Regions from separate parts of the Gossypium hirsutum genome. Here region 1 is linked to region 2. A link is a contact called in public Hi-C data. All regions are on one chromosome and are shown on one strand. Each heading gives the region's core, a stretch centred on a gene start, on an enhancer-like site or on the middle of the called end of the contact. The rest is flanking DNA. Distances are from core to core; before and after follow the strand shown. Region 1 has its middle 13 kb from the start of LOC107913361. Region 2 has its middle 28 kb from the start of LOC107913360.

Evidence for each region. A called contact is a pair of places that touch in the nucleus more often than the background predicts.
Region 1: a contact with region 2 is called in a Hi-C map of leaf, with 4 times the contacts expected there. The contact joins two enhancer-like sites. A contact is called at or near these places in 2 of 34 Hi-C or Micro-C datasets (both in leaf).

The regions. Positions count from the first base shown.
Region 1 is chrD11:29,973,443-29,977,738 of Gossypium_hirsutum_v2.1, reverse strand. No RefSeq gene overlaps it. Among protein-coding and RNA genes, the nearest start is that of LOC107913361, 13 kb to the left of the region's middle. Within about 2 kb of position 1,643, at least 3 of the 9 cell types and tissues checked have an H3K27ac peak or open chromatin away from gene starts, as enhancers often do. A contact at or near this core is called in leaf, where this site is marked.
Region 2 is chrD11:29,891,166-29,895,438 of Gossypium_hirsutum_v2.1, reverse strand. It overlaps the pseudogene LOC107913359. Among protein-coding and RNA genes, the nearest start is that of LOC107913360, 28 kb to the left of the region's middle. Within about 2 kb of position 2,013, at least 5 of the 9 cell types and tissues checked have an H3K27ac peak or open chromatin away from gene starts, as enhancers often do. A contact at or near this core is called in leaf, where this site is marked.

The DNA of each region.
Region 1 (4,296 bases), core at 394-2,893, 83 kb before region 2:
TATAAAGTAAATTCTTCTATTCGTCGATGGTTTCTAACCCACCATACCAATCGTCTAATCGTCTCTTGAAGCTCACTAGTCAGACTTAAAATAGAAAACAAAAAACCTTAACAACTTAGTGACTTAAATAAAAACTTCTGAACAGTTCAGTGACAAAAATGAAAACTTTCGAATAATTCAACGACAATTTCATACTTTCTGAAGTTGAGTGAACAAAATATAAATTCACTAACAGTTTAGTGACATTGCGTTTAGTTTACCCTAAATTTTGAGTAATTTGAATATATCTATATTTTACGTAAAAAGCTTCCAATCATGACAATATTTAGATTGACATGATAGAGTATTTTGGATTAAAATGATAAAGATATCAAATCAATTTGAAAATTTATATACATGAAAATACTTGTATTGATAAATTTAACAGTTGGATTACTAAAATATTAATAGTAAAATCAATTTATGAAAATGTACAAAACTACTTATTTTACACCAATAAGTAAATCCCTCTCTCGGGAAATTTATAAGAATAATATTAAAATAATAATTTATTATCCAAATAATATAGACCCACTTTTATTTACCCAAATGATATGTTTCGAATATTTTTAAAAAAATTATAAAAAATCTTCTATTTAAACAGGTAAAAGTTAAAATTTATAATTTTTAAAAATAAAAATTTTTGAAAAACAAAAACTCTTTTAAATTAAAAAAATAAAAAATTCAATGCTATGTAAACCGAATCAGATCAGTTGGATCAGAAATTGTCTAGGGGGTATTGGTTCGGTGAGAGGTAAAAAACTAGTTGATTCTCGATTTTTGGTCTAAATGGTCCAATCTGATTTTTATAACATAGAATTTTGGAATTTTTATATTTAAAAATATTTTTGAATTTTGAATTTTTAAAGAGTTTTTTTTATTTAAAAATGTAATTTTAAACTTTTATGTTTTTTAAAATATGAAAAATATTTTTTTTAAAATTATGTATTTTTAAAAGGTATGGACCAAATTGACAAAAAAAATACTTTAAATGTTGAGGGCTAAAAAAGTTTATAAATTTTAAAAACCAATTGACCCATGAACTGATACGAACTGGTTAACCTGAGTTAAAAAAGTTTTGAATTGACAGCTAAATTGATTCTTATAATTTTTTTAATTTTTTAAATTTATTTACTATGAAACGGTTGGGCCAATAATTTTAAAAATCAATTGATCAGATTAATTTGAAATTGGTTCAACTACCAGTTAAATTTATTTGGGAGTTTTTCAAAGCCCAAAAAAGCAATTACTATTCAAAACATATGGTAAATAAAAGTAAACCTATATTATTTGAGTATTAAATTATTATTTTAATATTATTTGTGTAAATTTCCCCATAAACGTCCACAAACAAAATCTGGACAAAAGTAAGTTGACGTGAAATCGTATGAAATAGAATCATTTTAAGATAAGTGAAGTCAAAACACAAAGAAGTCAAATTTGTGGTATAAAACAAAACAGATAATTAAGCAAAGAAGTCAAATTCAATCTATTGGTCCTGCCTGTTGGGCCATCTTTCATTGCAGCTCATAGTAATGCCCTTTCTTCACAATTCACATGGAGCCCAAGATTTTATCTAAACCTATATAAAGGCTCTAGCTGTGCAGAGTAAAAATCAAATGCAGCTGAGTCAGGTCCCAGATGGCGTATGGCCCATTGCAACACAGAGGCGACATGTACATTCAGTGAATCACAATTTTTTTTAAAAACCAGAATATCCATAGCCAGAAACAGTCACTGTAGATGCTTACCACAAAGGTAAATAATTAGCTATTAATTATGCTTTATTCTCATTGATTATTGAAAGAGTGGCTTACACTTGTATATGGCATCTCATTTGAGTCCAAAATATAAATAATTAATAATTGGTAATATGTACTATGATAAAACGTTTGCATTCGTTTTGTCATAGGTCAGGATTGCATCGTATACACATCAACTGATTCATAAATGTCTTATCTACTTTCCTCACCTAATATGGGCCTGAAATGAACCAAAGGATACGTCGGAGGCTCCTCAAGTTGTGAATGAAAACCATAAGGCAATCTTTGCATGTGTTACTACCTGAGTTTTTCTTTTGTCTCGATTAAATGTTTATGTTTTTCTTATTAAACTACACATGTTACTAATTGAATATTGAAATTCAATTTAGATATCAAATTGAGATAAAAAAATTTAAAATACTAAATTTATTGAAATTATCATTCCATTAAATTGCAGTATTTATTAACCCAGAATTGAACTTACCTGGTACGTGGAACCGAATTATCCGTTTAGGTTATGCGTGGTGAGTTGTGAGCACTTCCCTCTTCGTACCAAAAGTATGTGTACAAGCCCAATAATGCTCGGGCCCAAACAAATAAATAGGCCCAAATACTAGACCCAACCTACTAAACCTAGCCCACACAAAAACAAAATACCAGAAACCCTAGGAGCCTATTTGTTTCAGCACAAGCCGCAACCACCCCCTACATGCGCGTCGCACCCACGCCCAGCAGTCCTCCTTGCGCTCCGCAGATCGCGCCGCCCTCCGCGAATCTCGCACACGCCTCCAGTAGCACCTGCAGCAAGCAAAAGAGAAGAACAAAAATCGGGCCAACAAACAACATAATAGATTTATGTAGATTTTTTCTATTTTTCCTCCTTTCTATTTCGGCTATAAAAAGGCCGCTTTTAAGTATGTAAGGGGGGAATTACGGTTTAGACATACAAAAAACAGAGAGAAAATAGATTTTTACTTATTGATTTCTGAATACAAAAGGTGGTTTTTTGGAGTTCTTGATTCCTAGTTTCGTTTTTTCAATTTTAATCTATTTTTCATTTTATTTTTTTAATTTTCGCTTAATAAAAAGGAAAAAGAGAAAGAATTTTACCTGGTGCCGTCACGGTGTCCCCTCTCCGTCACAATCGGAGGCTGGGGGTGTCGTCGGAGGCCAAGGGGCGTCCTAGTGGCGGCGGCGCACAAATGGGTTCCAAAACCCTAGCAGAGCATTTGCTCTCCTTTTTTTTGTTTTTTTATGAGGGTTGTTTTTTTCTTTTTATTTTTTTAAGAGAATTTTCATTTAAATAATTGATGGCAACAGCACCGTTTTGAAAGGGCCAGATCTGCACGTCGACCCGAGCTGGAGGGGAGGATCCGCATGTTCTGGCCCGAATGGGGAATTTGCGCTATAGGTCCCTCCTTTTTGTGGCGCACTTCAATTAAATTCATTTTTATCTCTTTTAATTTTAGCCTCACATTTCGTTTCTGTCTCAATTCAGTCCGTCGCTGCGCAACGTTTTATGGACGAGATTAATTTCGCTTTTAGTCCTCCATTATTGGGCGCGTATTCAAATTAGTTTTTTTAATTTTATTTCAAATTTGCCCCGCTTTTTTCTGTTTTAATTCAATTTAGTTCATTTATCAGTTATTTTATCATTATTTTTATGCTATTATCATTGTACCATTATTTATTATTATCATATTATTTACTATCATTTTTTTATAATTATTTCTAAACTTATATACGCATTTTTATATAGTATATACATATTTCTTTATATAAAATATATATGTTCATCAGCTTTAAAACATGCATGCATATATCTATTCGAGCGTTTTAAAAAAATTTTATATGGTTTTTTTTTTTAACCTTCACATACATTATATTTTATACATACATACTTTTTTATATTTCTTGTTTTACTTTCCTAATTTTTATAGACTTTATACTTTATATATATATACATACACGTCGTATAACATGTACACGTTTTAATATATTTATGTACACGTTTAAAAAATCATTATAAATATTTTTTTTACATACTCTATTATTTTATATATATATTGTACATATATAAGTATTTAAACATATACGGATTTACACGATTTTCCAATACATACATACTTATACATTTTTTATTTTGTAAATTTATACACACATACATATTTTTGTATTTTATCCTTTTTCACGATTTTCAAATATATATACATGCATTTTTTAGTTTTTGATTGATATATTCCATTCTATCTTTTTATATGTATCCTTGTACACGTGTGTCAAATATATGCATGCACGTATTTGTGAATTTACTTGTATATCGTACTTGTATATATATTTGTAAGTATTTACATATATAATGTAAATTAAGGTATTTGTATCATATTGTACAGTAATTCTCTTACATACTCTTTTTTGAAAATATAGTTTGGTTTTAACCATACATCAAAGTTATTTTCTTGATTCAGAGGTTTTTTTGAATAAAAGCAATATT
Region 2 (4,273 bases), core at 764-3,263:
TTGGCCTTTTTCGGCCCTCCTTGTAATTGCTCAGTTCACTTCCAATAATCCTCGATCTTGCATCCTAAGCTTGTATATCGAATCAAAGTCATGAAAACATTAAAATAATTATTTATTACTAACTAATATAAAATCTAAGAAAAAATAAATAAAAATGATAATAAAATATGAAAATAAGCTAAGACATGATATTTTACTCAAAGATCAAGAAAAAGTAAAGTAATAAAGGTCTAAAATATATGATATTTTACTTATTAATACGTAATATTTCTCTATTTTATTTTTTCTATATGCATTTACATGTGAATTATTTAAAATATAAATGGTATAATATTTTACACTTAAACTTTATTTAATTGTAAGTTATTTTTTAAAATTATAACTTCTAATATAAGTATATATTTTCAATTAAGTGTTAAAAAAATTATGATAAATATATAATATTTTTACTTAGTTAATACTTTATATAAAATTTTACAATTGTAATTATAAAATTTAGTATATTACAATTTGATAATATGATATACATAGTATGTGCCATTAAAGTTGTGTGTATATATATAGTTGCTCCATGTTGGCCTTCAACAATAACAAAGTTGGAACATTGAGTGGTAATGGGTTGTGGGGATAAGTACCCAACATTATATTTGATATTCCTCCAGCCCTCCCCCAATAAAAGCAACCTTTGAAACCAAGTCCACTCTCCACTGAATAATTACCTTTTAGTATTTCAAACCTGCCTACTTTGAACTTTTCAGTAGAAAGATTGGAAAAAGGTAATTCCTTTATAAAATATCATTATGCTATATGTTGGTATTTGCATGAGCAAGGAAAAAAGAATTTGTGGGGTCGACAAATACTTGGGACATCATATTTTGAAATGGGATAAACTCAATGAATTAGCTTCCTTTTATCTATTATTATAGATTCCACATCTTTCAACTTAACCTTTTGCTTCTGTCTTTAATATTATTATACAAAAAAACTTACATACATCAATCAAGTTATTCATAGCTCAAATTGACTAGTATTATGCACACTCATAGGAGAAATTGAATATAATATAAAAATAAATTATTTAACTAATTATCTCCTTTTTGAAAAGAAGATAATTAATATATTTTTATTATTGATAAAAAAAGTAATGAGAAAAAGTAAGAGAGGAGCATATAACTCTTAATATATCGTTTCTCCTTTATAAATTTATTTACTTTTTCGTTTTTCTAATTATATTAGTGTCAAATAATTATATAATTAACTCGCGATAATAATGTCATAAATTTTTAAATAATAATAAGGATATAAATCAATCAAACAAATAAATAACTCCATCCACCGATAAATGTAGTAGGTAACCAATAAGTGTTGGTTGTAATGTAATGGTAAGACCCTAAATTGAAATTTATGCAATTTAGTCTCTTTATTAATAATGAAAATGATAATATTTAGTAAAATTGTACTTTACCTCCCTTAAAAATAAAAAAGAATTCTATTTAATCTCTTCAAAATTGATGAAATAAAAAAAATAAAACTAATATTTTAGACTTTTAAAAGTTTATAATTCAATTTCGGTCCCACTAAAAAAATCTAATATTTTCCCTTGGATAAAACATGTTGCACTCCTAAAAAAACACAAGTTTAAATCTTGAAAATAAAACCATAAACATAAAAACAACATAATAAAATAAAATAAAAAATCTAAAAGGTAATAGTTACAAAAGGAGAAAAAGCCTATGAATTAAGAGTCAAAGCTTTTAAAATAAAATAATCTTGCAAAGTATTGCAAGTGATATCATTTCATGTGATCTTTAGACTTTATTAATAATCTTGCAAAAGAGGCAATGATTTACGTTCGGGTAGAACACCTATTTTGACTACGATCAAAGTTTGATTGGGCCAATCTTGGAAAAAAGGCGGTACATTTGGATTCTAGGCCGATTTAGGTTGCTGGGTTTTCTCTCTTATGGGTCAGAAATGTTGCATGGTAAGGTTTACCTCACTTGTGCCCATTGAATCCTTTGATGCATTTCATTTTACACTTTTTGGACCGCATGCACGTGCAGGTGGTACATAATTAGAGGAGGGCATGCAGGAGGTATCGGAAAAAGCTATGTATATTTTAATTTCAGCATCTATTCTATTTCATCTTAACCCAAAGTGAAGTCTTGAAACAAAACAAAACAGAATTGCAGGTTTTGACCGATGGCAAATTTGAGGGGGCGGTCTTCCATGCGTCAAACACGTTCCTTTCCAACCTCTTGCTCCCTTTCCTTTCCATTCAACCAAATTTCTACTATCATCTAGCAGCTGCCACCTCTTCTGTCAATGGCGCTATAAAATCTGTATACCTTTCTTCTAATCAATTACAACCGATATTGTTTAAGCAAGGTGTTTGTTGTTATGATTAATGGCCTCCTCATTTCAACATTTTTGCATGAGAATATGTGCAATCAATCAGCATCAAACTTTGAAAGCTTTTGATTATCGATGCTAAAGGTCTTCAGTTTATACTGTGCACACGTGCTCTGCCATTTTCTGCCCATCTCTAAAATGAATTGAAAATTATGGACAGGTAGATTTAATATTTTAAAGCTTTAACATATTTGAAGAATTATCTATTTCAAATATGTATGATGTGATAGTTTTAGTGCAATTTATTTTTATTCGAAAACCAACACATTAAACATTAAAATAATTTAATAAATTCTTAAGTTTAAGGTTTAAAATGAAAACCTTTAGTTTCATTTATAATGAGAAATGACCGCTTCTTTGTAGTTGGTTTTGGTTTGCAACAGAGACAGAAGAAAGGCAACTCTGCAGCAAGAACAAGGAAAAAGAAATGTATAATATAATATTAAATTCCTTCACATTCTCTATTCTGCTGAAGAAGATATTCATGCTCCTTTTGTTGCTCTGACCCTCTCTCTCGCTCTCTCCTTCCTTTTGCAGTAATGAGTTAAGATTTTCCACATTCATCCACACACAGGTTTTTGAGTTTCTAAAAAGTAGTCATTTACTGCTATGGAAAAGAAGAAGAAGAAGCATAAGAAACTTATTGCCACTTCTTCTAATCAAGAGCCTGAATCAAATGATCTCTTGGTATGTGACCCTTTTCTTCTTCTTAAATGGGTTTGCCTTATTTTGTTTGTTCTTTGTATTAGCTGAAAGTTTATTGATTGATAATCTGGGGTTTCATTTTCCTGCCTTAATTTTTTTTTCGGGGTGTTCTCAAATGTGTTGTGGTTGAAGGAAAACGAGTGTTTTGTTATGTGTTATGCCAGGGTTCATTGTTTTGGATGATAAGAGCACTTTTTCTTTATTTAGCTTAATGGAGTGAGAAGTTTTGCATTGTCAACAAATCCAGTTGTAATTGTTGCATTTCAATTTCCACTCCGCTTGCAACTGGTGGATGGTTGTGATGAGTGCATCTTTGATTATTTTCCCAATTTTAATGAGCTGAATTCGTCATAAACAGAGCAAGGAACAACAAAATCAACCCAATGAGGCACTTGCTGCAAAGGTTACCAAAAATGGCAGCTCTTCACAAGAAAATCTTTCTTCCTTGAACGATCAACATTCACGTATTCTACAATGGCCATACACCACCCAACAGGCGGCAGAGCAGTCTTCCTTGAATCCAAGACCTTGTATATCAAGTCAGACGCCTCCTATTCTTGCAAGCCGACCACAGCAAGTAGCACCATTGCAGTCCAATTTCCCTAATCATCTTGTCCAGCAGGGCCAACCCACAGTGCATTTAGCCCCATCCACTTCACCCTTCTGGCTGCCGCAGCGACCTAGTTACCATTTCCCTGCAGTATCTGTGCCTGCTACATTTCAGCCGTTCACTGCTAGTTGGCAACCGTCTCCTCTAATTGGAGGAACTTCCCCAAGGAGCCAACATCAGGTCCCAAATATCGGTTACCATTTTAGCCCGTACCCAAGTTTTCCAGGTAGGATTTGAACCAAGTACTTTGAATGTTACTGGTTTTCCTGGTAAGGCAAGCCAAAGTTCTTTCTGATTTATGTTTATCATATCTCATCATACTGTGTGATTACTATTAGTGCGAATTGATTTATGACATATCAATGGATATATGATGCTACTATGATCAGTCAGTGAATTGTGCATTCTACCAATTTATGTAGCATAGTTTCTAATTTGGAAATCAAGAAGTTGCTAAATAGAGGACCTTGGAGCCATGTAATGGTGGATTTTTCATGTGAACAGGTCCTTGGGATCCCTCTTCTTGGTGGACTCATGGTCAGCAAG